Regions from separate parts of the Rattus norvegicus genome. Here region 2 is linked to region 1. The links are chromatin contacts, called in public Hi-C maps. All regions are on one chromosome and are shown on one strand. Each heading gives the region's core, a stretch centred on a gene start, on an enhancer-like site or on the middle of the called end of the contact. The rest is flanking DNA. Distances are from core to core; before and after follow the strand shown.

The links. Hi-C and Micro-C count contacts between places; a contact is called where the count stands out from the background.
Region 2: a contact with region 1 is called in a Hi-C map of liver, with 4 times the contacts expected there. The contact joins the promoter of Mrps18c here to the enhancer-like site in region 1. A contact is called at or near these places in 4 of 12 Hi-C or Micro-C datasets (the A7r5 cell line, hepatocytes, kidney and 1 more).

What each region holds. Positions count from the first base shown.
Region 1 is chr14:9,006,837-9,013,798 of GRCr8, forward strand. No RefSeq gene overlaps it. Among named protein-coding and RNA genes, the nearest start is that of Gpat3, 61 kb to the right of the region's middle. Within about 2 kb of position 1,970, at least 7 of the 93 cell types and tissues checked have an H3K27ac peak or open chromatin away from gene starts, as enhancers often do. A contact at or near this core is called in liver, where this site is marked.
Region 2 is chr14:9,120,207-9,127,571 of GRCr8, forward strand. Mrps18c (mitochondrial ribosomal protein S18C) reads right to left here and starts at 2,700. Exons shown (of 6, transcript NM_001105996.1): 1 at 2,580-2,700; 2 at 1,423-1,484. The coding sequence starts at 2,670. Helq (helicase, POLQ-like) reads left to right here and starts at 2,772. Exons shown (of 18, transcript NM_001014134.2): 1 at 2,772-3,152; 2 at 4,358-5,054. The coding sequence starts at 2,973.

The sequences.
Region 1 (6,962 bases), core at 720-3,219:
TAAAAAAAAAAAAAAGAAGTTGAACTAGAAAGGTGGGTGGCCACTCTCTGTACATGAAGTGTAGGCAGAGTCTGCATAGGAGAATTAGGTTGTAGTTCATTCTGAGAAGTGGGAAAGCTTTTTCAACAGATCACATCATCTTAAGAGACTTCCAGAATTGAATAATACCTCCAGAATTAAATAAATTGCATGTGTGGTTATAAAAAAAAAACTTCATTCATATCTGAAAATGCAATAAACATTCCTGTTGTGTGAAATTAAAAAAAAAAAAAAAAGAGCTGTAGGATAAGCCTCACAGTCATGGCAACCATGAGACCACACCACCTCAGTCACCAGCACTGGGCCTACCTAAGACTTTCCTGACTGCCAGTCCACTTCAGATGGGGCCTTACTGCTTACTGCTGAACTGTGAGCAATTGACAGATTCTGGGAGGGGAAGGCGGAGTATCCAGTACCCACCAGGCACCACTGGATGGTTGCAAATCCATAGACACACAGGTCGAGCCAAACTTATGGAACATAAAAGTCAGAAATATAGGAAAGAGATTTATAGGGTGTAGAGAGGCTGGCAGAGGCAAGAGGGAGGAGGAAGTGATCAAGATATATTATACACGTGTATATAATTTTGAAAGAATAAGATTTATTAGTAATCTTTTTCTTTAAGATCATCATTGAAAAGAAATTGGAGGGATGGAGAGATGACTTAGTGGTTAAGAGCACTGACTGCTCTTCCAGAGGTCCTGATTCCCTGCAACCACATAGTGGCTCACAGTCATCTGTGATGAGATCCAACCTCCAGTGTGGCTGAATAAAGCAACAGTGTACTCACATACATGAAATAAATAAATAAATCTTCAAAAAGAACTGCAGAGCTGATAATAAAACTAAAGGTCTGGGCACATAGCAGTCCTCGCAACTTCTGGTCCAGCACCATTTTACTCTACTAAGAATGGAAACTTAGACTTAAGATCTTGACTTACTCATAGTCCATGAAACTGGATTTCCTTTTAGTGATGTAAGGAACTCTTTGACAAGATCACGTCCAAAATGGCATCAGTTCTGAGAAACAAGTGCTTCCTGATCTAAAACACATCTAAGAATAAGCCACAGACACACTTGAAAAAAATCTATTCTTTCCTTTTAATTCTAATTTGGACATCACTTCAGTGAGCGTTGTGCCTTTCTTAGCAGAGTGACTTTTGCTGCCGAGACACATGACTGCAGCTCAGACGACCTCCGCAAGTGTTTAAAATAGCAAACCGGAACGAACAGAGCAGAGAAACCTGAGCCAGGCATGTGCGGAAGGAGTCACGCTATAAATAGAAGAGAGAGAATGGAGGGAAAAGGTTAAAGGCACGGCCAAAGTGTCTCTATTTAATCCAGACCAACTCCCATGGCACAGTGGGAAAACGGACTCTTTCCTTCATCTCTTTAAAACACTCATTTTATGAATTAACACAGTCTGCGTGTGAATGGACGCATGCGCACAGAGGCCGGCATGTGGGAATACTGACTTGTTGTGGGGATGTGAGGCTCAAACTCTCATCCTCACCACTGACCAGCAAGCGGTTTTACCCACTGACCCATCTCCCCGGACCCTCGCTTCTTACATCACTATTTAAGGTTACCATGGCTCATTCCTCTTGGATTCTGGGTGGTTCTGTAAAGTTGAATTCCCTCCTGAAACATGGACCGCTAACATGCCCACCTTCTTATGCTCCCCTGAAAGGAGAAAAACATCCCTGCAGAACCTCCATTTCCTGGGACAAAAAGTCCCCGTGAGTTTCTGCTCAAGAGAGTTTTAGGTTTGAATATAAGAAGGGGTGTGTCCCGTGCTGAAAGTAGAGATTTCCCTCTGGCTATCAGGGGTTGAGCCAGCAGCCGGGAAATAGTCAGGGCCTCCGAATGTGCATAACTGTCACCTCTCGGAGCCTCTCCTTGGCTCTCCGCCCTGCACTGAGCAGAGAATGTGTGCGCAGAACTGCTGCCAGAGAAACTGCTCACCACGGCAGCCTCCGTTGTCGCGCAATACCCACACGTTATACTCTGCAATGGGGAGGAAACTTCCAGAAGCTCCTGGGCACAATTGCCTGTCTAGAGTCTGGGTTGACTCAGTTAATATTTAATCCAGTGAGAAGGCTAAAGTTATATTTCAAGTTTTAATTACTGTGCTTAAGAGATCCATAAAACAAAAATGCCTCTAGCCTGTAAACCCTACTTACCCAAGGACAGTTAACTTCCGAGAACGCTGGGGCTGTTGCTCCTGTGAGATAACAAGCCAGGTGTTTTCACTTTTGTAAACCAAGTTGGTTGTTCCAACTGCACTGGATGTGCGCACATCATCACATATAGGCGTGTGGTACATGGGGAAGTGTGTTAGGCTGTGTGCTTGCCCCTGATAGGACGAAGGTGGGAAGTACGTAGCCTTGAGGCCATTATAAACACCAGACTAATGTATTTCACAGCCATTTCCCAGGTATGGATCTGACCAGTATCCATTGTCCTGACCAGTATTTAGTAAAATTTGCTTCAAATTTGGCTCAAAAAATTGTGATAGTAGTCTTTTTCTCTCCTGGTGGGATTAGCTACAACTTAACCGTTTATATATTTCCCAAAAGTTACTTCAGAGGATGTATTTAAATTTTTTAAATGTTCAACAAAATTTGTAGTAGGTGTTTTGTGTTTTCAAAAATAAAACGGTCCCACAACGAAACAAGGAAATCCTACAAATTCACCCACACTCCCTGCTCTAAGGTTGGGTTTAATCTTTGTTTTGTAGAGCTCTTGGGCTTTCTAGGTTCGGCAGAGAATCAAAAGAGTTACAGGGCAAGTGAGCGGGCACTGGACATTTCAAGCCCCATCCCCAGCCCATCTGAAGTACTGTACTATGTGAACCAGGTCTGTGGTACATCTCGGAAACCCCAGCAGTTGGAAAGGAAGCAGCTGCACCAGGAGTTTATGCACTTTATGCTCTCTCTCTCTCTCTCTCTCTCTCTCTCTCTCTCTCTCCCTCCCTCCCTCCCTCCCTCCCTTCCTCCCTCCTTCCCCCTCCTCAGGTATGCATTGAGCTAGTGGCCAGCCTAAGATGCAGAAGACCCTGTCCAAAAGGATGGGAGTGGGGGCAGGTACCATGCTCTGGAGTTTTATGGAGGGTTACACTTTGTAGGAAAGACCTCTACAGCAAAGAAAAAGGGAAATTATGACTGGAAAAAGTCAAGACACTTTGGTGCAGGAGTCTGACAGTTAATATCAACAGGACCTAGAATCACACAGGAGACAGAGCTCTGGGTGTCTTGGAGAAGGGATTTCTAGATGTAGTTAGTTGAGATGGAATGGCCCGCCCTAGCTCTAAGCACCATTTCATTTATTTGTCCGTGGTCCTGTACTGTGATGGCTGCCCTTATGTCAGCTTGGCATGCAAAATAGTTATCTGAAAGGGGAGAACCTTGGTTGAGAAAGTGCCCCCGCAAGATCCAACTGTACACCATTTTCTTAATTACAGATTGACGGGGAAGGGCCCAGCCCATCATGGGTGGCTCCATTCCTAGACAGGTTTTGGGTCCTATAAGAAGCAGGCTGAGCAAGCCGTGGTGAGCAAACCAGTAAGCAGCACCCCTCCGAGGCCTCTGCATCACCTCCTGCTTCCAGGTTCCTGCCCTCACTGCTTTTGATGATGACCTATTCTGTAGAACTGTGAGTCAAATAAACCCTTTCTTCTCCAAGTTGCTTTGGTCATGGTGCTTCATCACAGCAATAGGAACCCTGACTAAGACATACTAAATAAAAGGAGAAAATGAACTGAACACAGGCCTTCGTCGCCCTCTGTTTCCGGGCTGCCTACACACAATGTGACCCGCTGCCTCACGTTCCCTCAGCCAGGCTTCTCAATAATGGATGATGGGACCTTCAAACCGAGAGCCAAAGTAAGCCCCCCACCCCACCCCCGTGCTTCTGCTCCCCCTCCCCCATCCCTTACATTGCTTCTGCAGGGTTTTTCTGTTCAATGCAGTGAGAAAAGTAACTGGTACCACATGTATGCGTGTGCATGGTGTGTGCTAGACATGCATCTTCACCAAGCCATCTGTTTTAGGACAATTTAATTTGTGTCACCCCACAGACAGGAGTCCTCTTCTGACTGGACTAAATGAATGAGTGGGTTTTAATATACATAGAAACTCTGAGGGTTCTCTGGCTTCAAGAGTATCAGACGATGTCACCAGGAGGAGTCTCTTTTACTCTCCCCTTTCAGCCATGTTGGTCTCTTTTCTAGAAAGTGCTGTCCTAGTGGAGGCAACGATCAGTCTCAGAATCTCTGGGCCATCACCCAGAGATACAGAAGAAATAAGAACCGAGTCTCCTGAGATCCCCTTTGCTCCTGGGGAAAAGAATCTGCTTGAGGCTCATAGGATCTGTTTTCCACCCTTGGGCCAAAAGAAATCACCTAATCAGACAGCCAGGGTTCATGTGCCAACCTTTGTGGAAGGAAACAATATTACCCAACAGTTTGGCAAGGCCACCAAAAGAATACACGGGAGATAAAAGGCAGTATAAAAGGCAAAACAAGTCAGGACAGCGTGTCACAAGGACATTTCCAAAATGAAACCTTCAAGCCTGACTTTAGAACATTTAACGGTTTTCCACGAAACTGGCTGGATCGTAAACAGAGACAATAGCTTCAAGATTGGAAGCGAAACTCAAAGGCATTTTTGAGCTTGTCTGGCATGCATGAGGCCATGAGTTGAATGTATAGCACCACAGAAAGTAAGAAGTCTTAACTTCAAGACGGCCACCCACCCATGTGTAACCTAAAGACACATAGGCGGGCTGGAGAGATGGCTCAGTGGTTAAGAGCACTGACTGCTCTTCCAGAGGTCCTGAGTTCAAATCCCAGCAACCACATGGTGGCTCACAACCATCTGTAATGGGATCTGATGCCCTCTTCTAGTGTGTCTGAAGACAGCTACAGTGTACTTATATAAATAAATAAATCTTTTTTTAAAAAAGATTTAAAAAGAAACATAGGCAAAGGAAAACAAAGGTTGGAAAAAGGCATACATGGTAGCCTCTAAATAAGAAAAAGAAACAGCAAGACTTCTTGCTTTCCTTTTCTCCTGTCCTTCCCCTTCCCAAAGCCATAAACACCTCAACCCTAAAGTCCTAAGTTGGCAGAGCAAGAGGGACCTCCACCCGGGAGATAGGAAGGCAGACGAGCAAAGCTAACAAGGCAAGGCTGACACAGAGAAGCTCCCCAGAGAAGGCCTTCCCAGAGCACCAAAGCTAAAGTAAGTGGTCCAGCTGAGGACTTTGCATTGGGATTGAGCACATCCTTACTGAGAACCAGCCCAGAGCAGGATTCAAGCTCAGGGACTGCACGGCAGGTTCACCTAAGGGATGATCTACCTCTCCTGACCCGGACCCTCAGGAAAGAGGGTCCAGTACGAGCAGACAGACTAGAGGGAGAAAGATGCCTATGTGGGGGTGGGAATGGCAAAGGTCATGAGATGGGTTACCGATGAGGAAATATCAGGGGTAGAAATCAGATTCCTCCCAGGAAGAAGAGACACAGAAAGGTGGAAAAACTAAAGTGTGCCCTGTGGTGGTGGATTGGAAATAGTTATAAGAGAGAATGTGTGTTTTTAAAAGAGATTTTAAAAAAAAGAAGAGGAAAAGGAAAGAACTGGTGATTAAGAAATAGATGATAATCGATAGATGATAGATAAAGATAGATAGATAGAAGATAGATAAAAGATAGATGATAGATAGAAGATAGATAGATGATAGATAGAAGATAGATAGATAGATAGATAGATAGATAGATAGATGATAGGTAGATAGATGATAGATAGATAGATAGATAGATAGATAGATAGATAGATAGATAGATAGAAGATAGAAAGACAGATGATAGAAGGTAGATAGATAGATAGATAGATAGATAGATAGATAGATAGATAGATATAAACAGATGATAGATATGATAGGTAGGTAGATAACTACATACATACACAGACAAAAATACAGATGTAAGGAGTGTATGCATGTGTATGTGTATGTATATAATACATACATACATACATACATACATACATACATACATACATTTTCCTAGCTCGATGCACTGACAGAATTATGAGAACAACAACACTCCCAGAAACAGTACATACACTAGTACAAACGTTGGGTTCTAAATAGCATTTTTCAGTGAGAAAAAAACAACCCAAGTCTGTGAGGGAATAGTTAATGGGGTCGGGGGCAGAGAAAACCAAATAAAAAGCTCAAAAGAAGTTCATGCCTAAATGCTGTGACCTGAAATAATCAGTTATTTCAGAAGGACAGAGAAGCTAGGGGGCTCCAGGAGTTAAATCTCAGACAAACTTTACATCAAAATAAGCAAGGCTGGGCTGGAGAGATGGCTCGGGGGTTAAGAGCACTGACTGCTCTTCCAGAGGTCCTGAGTTCAATTCCCAGCAGCCACATGGTGGCTCACAGCCATCTGTAATGGGATCCGATGCTCTCCCCTGGTGTGTCTGAAGACAGCGACAGTGTATTCATATGCATAAAAATAAATAATTCTAAAAAATAAATAAACAAGTAATGCTAACAGTGGATGGTATGAAACAAGAATCTGTGAGCTGAAAGTTTGCAGAATGGATACTTAGTTTCAAATATCTCCTCCCGAATGACTATTAAAGGTAGAGAAAGTTCACAGTAGGAGAGCTTAGCAGACCCTACCTGCTACGGACTGATATATGTCCTTCTGTTCCCACAACTCAAGGCTGAGGTTCTAACCCCCAGCACTTGAAGATGCTACTACTATATTTAGAGACAGTCACTTTAAGGGAGTCAGAGGGATAGAATGCAGTCCTCTAAGATTCTCACCCCATGTGACTTGTAGGAAACTGCTCAATCAAGGACCTAGAGAAACTACTCAGAAGCCAGAGCCCAGGATCAACTGGGGACAA
Region 2 (7,365 bases), core at 1,450-3,949, 110 kb after region 1:
CATAAACCTACCTCTTTTGTCTCTCCCCTGCCCTTTTTCTCATCACAATCCTTTTTCAGTGTTCCTGTTTTGTTTGGGGTTTTTTGTTTGTTTGTTTGTTTGGTGTGTCTCCTAAAATAAGCTCTCACTGTTAGCTCCAGCTGTCCTACAACTCGCTATGAAACATGGTAATCTCCAGTTCCCCATCCTTCTGTGTCAGCCTTCCAAATGCTGAAATTACAGGTTGTACCACCATACCCTGGCACAGGGTCTTAGTTTAGAAATGGCTTTGAAATCTCTAGTTTTCCTTAATTGTGATGAAGGAGTATGACTGTGTGCATCTTTCTGTGTGAAAGAAACAGAATTTCCATTAGTCACACAACCTAAAAAAGAAATGTAAATTCATCCTTCTAAAGTATGATGCAAGAATTAGATGGATTCACATTTGTGTAAACAACTTCCTAGGTATTTAACAGTTCCTTTAAGATTTCTTTGATTTCTTGCTGTTTTGTTTTGTGTTTTTTTTTTTACACTTGATTTTAGCCAAAAGATCAAAAAGTGATTGTTTTTGTTGTTGCTGTAGCCCAGGTGGCTTCCAACTCATAAGCAAGCTCCTCTTGCCTCCACTTTTTTTTTTTTTTGGTTCTTTTTTTCGGAGCTGGGGACCGAACCCAGGGCCTTGCGCTTCCTAGGCAAGTGCTCTACCACTGAGCTAAATCCCCAACCCCTTGCCTCCACTTCCTAAGTGCTATCACAATGTGTGTGTGTGTGTTCACGAGCAGATCTAGCGTGCCCTGAACATAAGCCGTATCCCTTCTCAACTCCAGCTAAGTTCTTGAGTGCATGTTCACAATTTAAACCCATAAAAATACACCCACAGTTCAGAAGCAACTAGTTGAATGTCTTACTGTAAAACCTGAATTTAGATCTTTTATCAAAGTAGCCTGTTAACTCTGACGAATGAGATGAAGACAGTGCCTTCCAAATTTCTATTACTTATAATTATCCTATCCACCAAAGCTATCTTTAGACATTCTCAAATCAAGTATCCTTATATTTAAAGAGAAATATATTACAGGCTGATTCTAGGAATTCTCTTCAAACCCAAGTGACTATAGTCAATAAAAGGTAACCATTATTTTGTCCTATAATAGAATTTCAAACACTTAAAAAAAAGGTAGGCTGAATTTGGAAATTAATTAGTAATATAAGGGGGGAAATCTGGGGCTGGCAGGGTGTCCGTGGTTAAAAGCACTGCCTAACCTTACTGAGTACAGGGTTTGGATACCAGCACTCACTCACATCCAATGGTTTACGACCACCTCTTAATTCCAACTCCAGGAGAATCCAATGCCCTCTTCTGGTTTCCACAGCTGCCCTCCCCCCATGTACACCCAAAGAATAAAATAATGTTTTCTTTAAAAAAATAAAAAGGAATCTTACCAGGTCTTCATTGCTGGTTACCTGTTCATACTGTGAAAAACATCTTCTCCATGGCACAGAAACTAAAGAGAAAATACGACGACATAATTATTTTAATTTGCTGAATATCTAACCAAGACTTACAGTTTTTAAAGAGGCTAGATGAACCAAAAGGCACAATCATGAACATTCTTTTCACACAATGATTAGTTAACATCCTGTTAGATTTGGGACACAATAGGACTCAAAATGAGCGATTCCAAAGGCTTTGAATAAAGGTCATAATGTGTGTGTGTATTACAGTTACAACGGATTGTAACGCAAATATGTCCAGAAACAACAGAATGGTACTGTCATTCCAAAGGGAAAATTAAAAGATTCAAGTCGTTGACAAAGAAGCATAGAAACAAAAACAAAGTTAATGGTTGACTACACCATGCAGACAGGAGCCTAGATAGCATAACTGTTTCCTGAGAGGCTTCATCCAGTAGTGGATAGAAACAGATGCAGAGATCCACAGCCAAAAACAGTCGGTGCACAGCAAGTTTTATGGAGAGGTGGCAGGCGGGGGGGGGGGTGTTGAGAGAGTCAGAGAGGTCAAGGACACCACAAGAAGATCTGCACGATCAGCTAACCTGGGCACATGGGGGCTCACAGAGACTGAACCACCAAGGAGCTGGCCCTGGGCCAGCTACACACTTGTAGCATTATGTACACATTGGTCTTCATGTGGGTTCCCTAACAATTGGAGTGGGACCTGTCTCTTATTCTGTTGCATGCCATTGGATCCCCTTCCTCTCTCTGCGCTGCCTGGTGGAGCCTCAATGGGAGAGAATGTGCCTAGTTCTGCGGCGACTTAATATCGGAGGCTGCGGTGGTACCCAAGGTGGGCATTCCCTTCCTCTGAGGAGAATGGCTGAAGTGTAATGGCAGAGGAGGGGTTTGTGAGGATAGACTGGGCGGAGGGGGCTGCGATCGGGATGTAAAGTGAATAAACAATGAGGAAAAACAGTTGACTACACCTCAAAGTCCTCTTCAGCTCTAGGAAACCAGTCTAGGGCGAGTCATGCTTCCCACCTATCTCAAACCTAATCGTATAGAATCATTTTGCTAACAGTGAAGACCCCACCGACAATCGGAACCGGAGTGCGGCTGCAATGCCATGCCGGACATTTTACCCGCGTGAGTTGCGCGATCCGTGAAGCAGCCAGTCGCGGTTGTCAAGTTCTTCCTCCCTATACAGCTGCGCAGAGCAAGCAGACCTGCCATGGTTCTCTGCCCTTCCTCTTCCTTTCCGTTTCCCTAAGCGCCCCCGACAGGTCCCTTCCGATATTCTTCCCCTGCTGGCCCGCGATGCTTACGCAAAGGTTCCGGTGCGAAGGTAGCCAGGATTTCAATGCTCCGTACCTTTGTGTTCCCGCGCTCCCCGGGCCGGAAGTCACGTGACACACGGGCTGTGCTGCAGAGAGATGGAGAGCTGATGCTCCGTCACTTGCTTACGGCTCCAGACCCGCGGCACCAGCTCCGGTCTGCACCGAGGGCGGCTGTCGCAGGGACTCTGGGCCGTTGTCATGGAGGAAAGTTCTCCCCGCATCCGCCGGCGGGTGTCTCTCCGCAAAAGAAACCGCCGCAGCCTAGAGAGCCTCGGTGCTGCCCGGGCCCCAGCCGAGCTCCAGCCCGCCGAGGACACGGAGGACGAAGCTGCGGCTGGGAGCCGCCGGCGGAAAACCGGGAGCCCGGAGCCCGCCCAGGTACAGCCCTGCTGAGTGCCCGCATCCCCGCAGGTTCACCCGGTCCCGTCATCACAGGGGCTGCGGTGACAACCGCGTCCTCCCCCCGCCCCGGGCATGGCTACGCGGGGGCGAAACCGCCCTCTTCCCAGGTGCACACCATTGACCACTTAGATGAGTAGCCTTCGCTCGCTCTCCTCACCTTTGTTATCCATGATCTCCAGCACTTGGGAGACCCTTAAACACCTGACTTCTAGGTGGATGTGAAACCTACACACTCCCACCCCCGTCGGAAGAAGTGTTCGCGGGCCAATTAACTGACTTGACAAACGAGCCCTCCAAATGGCTCGTTTCTACTTTACTAATAAAACTTTTTTATTGATAATCTATTAAGTGCTACTTACGTTATTAAACTAGCCATATCATGTAGATTTTACAACAGTAACTGGGTCCTGGGAAGTTGAGAGACTGAAGTCTGACTCAATAAATAATTATTACCTCCCAGTTTACATCTTTTCTGTTCAGTAAGCCACCCTGCATGAGTGTGCACATAACTGTCTCCAAATTCAGAATGGAATTTTTTTCTGGGGTCTGGTGGTACAGTCAAGATTTTGTATCAGACTGGCTTCTACGTTCCAGCCTGGGCCCGAATTACTGTAGTTACCAGAAGCATCTATTGAACCGACAACCCTGTACATGGTTACCGTTCTTTCATTTCTTGATGCTTTAGCACACGTTTAAGAATTCAAATGCCAAAGACGAGGTAGGGGGATGGAGGATGGGGCTCAGCGATGGAGACTGGGGCAGGCCCTGGGCTCACACCACAGCACCAAATAATTTAGCATTCCAATATCACCCCTTGTGGTGATAAGAAATAAGAATGCTTACTTAGAATGTCCAACACCCTGGGCTTGATCCCGGCACCTCATAAAACCAAGTATGGTGATGGCATTCAGGAGACAGAAGTAGGAGAATCTAGGATGTGTAGCCTCTGTTATATGAGAGCCTGTACTGACTCAAAAATATTTTTAAACATCCTGATATTCCATGATAACCCAGCAGCGCTATTTAGGCAAGTCAGAACCACTCTCTGGACTTGTTTCTTTTGTTTGGTGATGGTAATATGTGTTCAGAGGATAATTTGCATATTTGGGGATAGCCTTTTGCTGGAACTTTTTTTTTTAATGAGGATAGAATTCATTTATGTATCTTTGTTTCCTTTTCAGGAAAATGACAGTGAAGAGGACATGTTTGGTGACTATAACAGCTTTTCAGAAAATTCCTTCTTAGCTCAAGTTGATGACCTGGAGCAGAAATATATACAACTGCCTGACTGTGGGAGCCGAGGTACAGACTCCGGCACCAAAGACCTCTGTTCAGAAGGCCTCGGGAACAGCCTCAGTGTTCCTGCTGTAGATTTCACTGACTCTGAAACCAGAGAGTACATAAAGAAGCAGGGTGATCTAGATGTCCCTGTTGAGCCAGAGGTAGGAGGCGATCTTTCATTCGATATGCCTTCTTCTCAAATCTTATACTTTGAAAGTATGCAGAACTCCTCAAAAGATTTGGGTGATCAGTCCACCAAGGGAAGAGATGGGAAGTCATCGAATGAAGAATTGCATCATAGCCACAGAGAGCAACCCCAGCCAAAGAGCGACTTCTCTGACGTCGGCGGCTCCTCAGAGGCGAGCAGGAGGAGAAGTATCAAAGACTGCCTGAAAAGCGCCATGACTGGGAATGCCAGGGCCCAGACCCCAGCATTTCCCAGGAGTAAACAACTCAGGGAGACACTGCTGTCTGAGGAGATCAGCGTTGCTAGGAAAGCCATCGAGTCACCGTCAGATGATCTTGGTCCCTTTTATTCACTACCCAGCAAAGTGAGAGACCTCTATGCTCAGTTGAAAGGAATCAAAAGACTATATGGTAATGCTTCTTATAAAAGGGAAACCAATCTCACAATTCAGATAGTATTGTAATATTAATCCAAATCGGTGGGAGCAAGCGACTCCCTGGTTCCGTTTCTCATCTCCAACGACAGGAATATCAGTTGCATTAGCCCTGCATCACTGTCGTGGACTTCTTTCCTTCCGTATGTATGTCCTTCTCAAGCCTGGCTTTGTCTCTTGCCGAAGTAGCCTTCGGTCCGCCCAATCTGGGCCCTGTTTCCAGAGCAGCTTCTCGTTCTACTGTGCACCACACAACTGAATTCTCATCCCTTCATTCTCTGCTTCTGACTTTCTCCTCTGATTGGCTTTTGCTGTTTCTTCGGCAGTCGTTGAAATCCCTTTGAATGCTCAGAGCCTTAAGTGAAAGAAGTCGGTAGTAGCAGTTAAAAATTAAACACATTTAAAGACGGCTAAGATTTAAGTGCAAAAGAGACAGCAGTGTGGAGGCTAGAGAGTTGGCTTAGTGGCTAAGAGCACTGGCTGCTCTTCCAAAGGACCCAGGTTCAATTCCCAGCACCCACATGGCAGCTCACAACTACTTCCAGGAAAGCTGACACCATCACACACACATACAAGCAGGAACACCAGTGCACATAAAATAAAAATCATTTTTTAAAAAGACCTCAGTAGTAATTATTTCATGTTTTTCAAAAGTCCTACATCCTTGCATATATTTCAGAGAGACCATGGTAAACAAGGGGACAGCAGCTGACATCCTAGGAGATCAGTCCGTCAGCCATCACTGAAAGCACCACTGGGAGAACTTCTAAACTATTTGAAGACCTGGATTGTCAGAAGACAGGTTGGAGACGTAGAATGATAGGAAACTAATCACCACCTTCAGACAGTAAGAATCTGAGACATTCTAGATGGCTGTTCCCTTAGGACTACCTGGTTCCCAGCACCCACACGGTAGCTGACAGCCTTCTGTAACTCCAGGTCCAGGGGATCTGAGGTCCTCTTCAGACCTCTGTGGGACTATACATGTGCTTGTACACATAAACATGGAACCCAAGACATTCTAAATTGTGAGGCACATGGCTTGTGAGGGAACAGCTGAGTATTGGGTATTGTGTACAGCCCTGCAGTCCTCGCCCTCAGGAGGTGGAGGTCAGAAGATCAGGACTTCAAGGTCATTCTCAGATACATAGGAAGTTCTAGGCCAGCCTGGGCTACATGAGACCCTATCAGCAATACCGAAGGGACCTTCTGTTACCCTAGGTACATGCTAACTTGCTTCCCTCTGCCCTTCTGCCAGCTGCTTTGTTCAGTCTCAGCCTGCTACGGAGGGGGATCCCTTGAGAGAAGGATCTTAGGGCTCTCCTGTTTTGCTTCTGGGGTTTGTAGGTATTTTGTGGTATTCAACTTTGAACCCATGCCACGATAGGTACTCCGCCACTGAATTACATCCCCAGCCTTCGTGTTTTCAAACAGGGCCTTATAGCACAGACTCGCCCCAGACTAATGATCTTTGGGACCTGTGTCCCAAATGCCGAGATTACAAGCATGTGCCACGCTGTTCAACCAGGATAGGGATGGAGCTCAGCGTTCATGTCCCTAGCACTGTACGTAGATATATGCTTTAGAGAGTCCTCAACTGCCAGGTTGTGCGGCCTCTTTAACCCTGGCCGTTTTACTTAAGCAGTGCACTATCTGTTTAAAAGGGGAGAGTACTGTAGTTAGATATTTTTACTAACCACACGATAATTATAATGACTGTCAGTTATATCCGTAGTGTCTAATAAAAGCCTCAGCAAGCAGCTTTGCATAAGTGAGGGCAAGTGTATGTGTGCTCACGCATGTGCGGCTAAGTTTTGGTATAACACCTGCAGTTTCATAACTGGTGGGTGAGACCAGTCTGAAATACTTAATTTACATTCTAAATATTTTGGCTTATTTACCATCTGGAGATTAAACCCAAGGCCTCGCACATTAAACACACACTTTACTACTGAGATGAAACTCTCAGCTTAATTTCTTTTAAGATTCACTTCTGTATATGAGTTCACTATACCTCTTTTCAGACACAATTGAACATCGAATCCGACTGTTACTCGGGCATAACTATTTTAATGCCTTGTTTTGAGGAGGGATCTCACTATAGCCCTGGCTTGCCTGGAATTCACAGCTGTCTACCGTCTCCCTAGGACTAGGATTAAAGGTCTGCACCCACTCCCGGCCTCACCTTTAAAACAAACATATTCAAGCCGTTTAAGTTTGGGATGAATTCTCTCAAACTATTTTAAGTGTATAAAATGCTCAATTATAGACTCACTTTTTAACTTCTA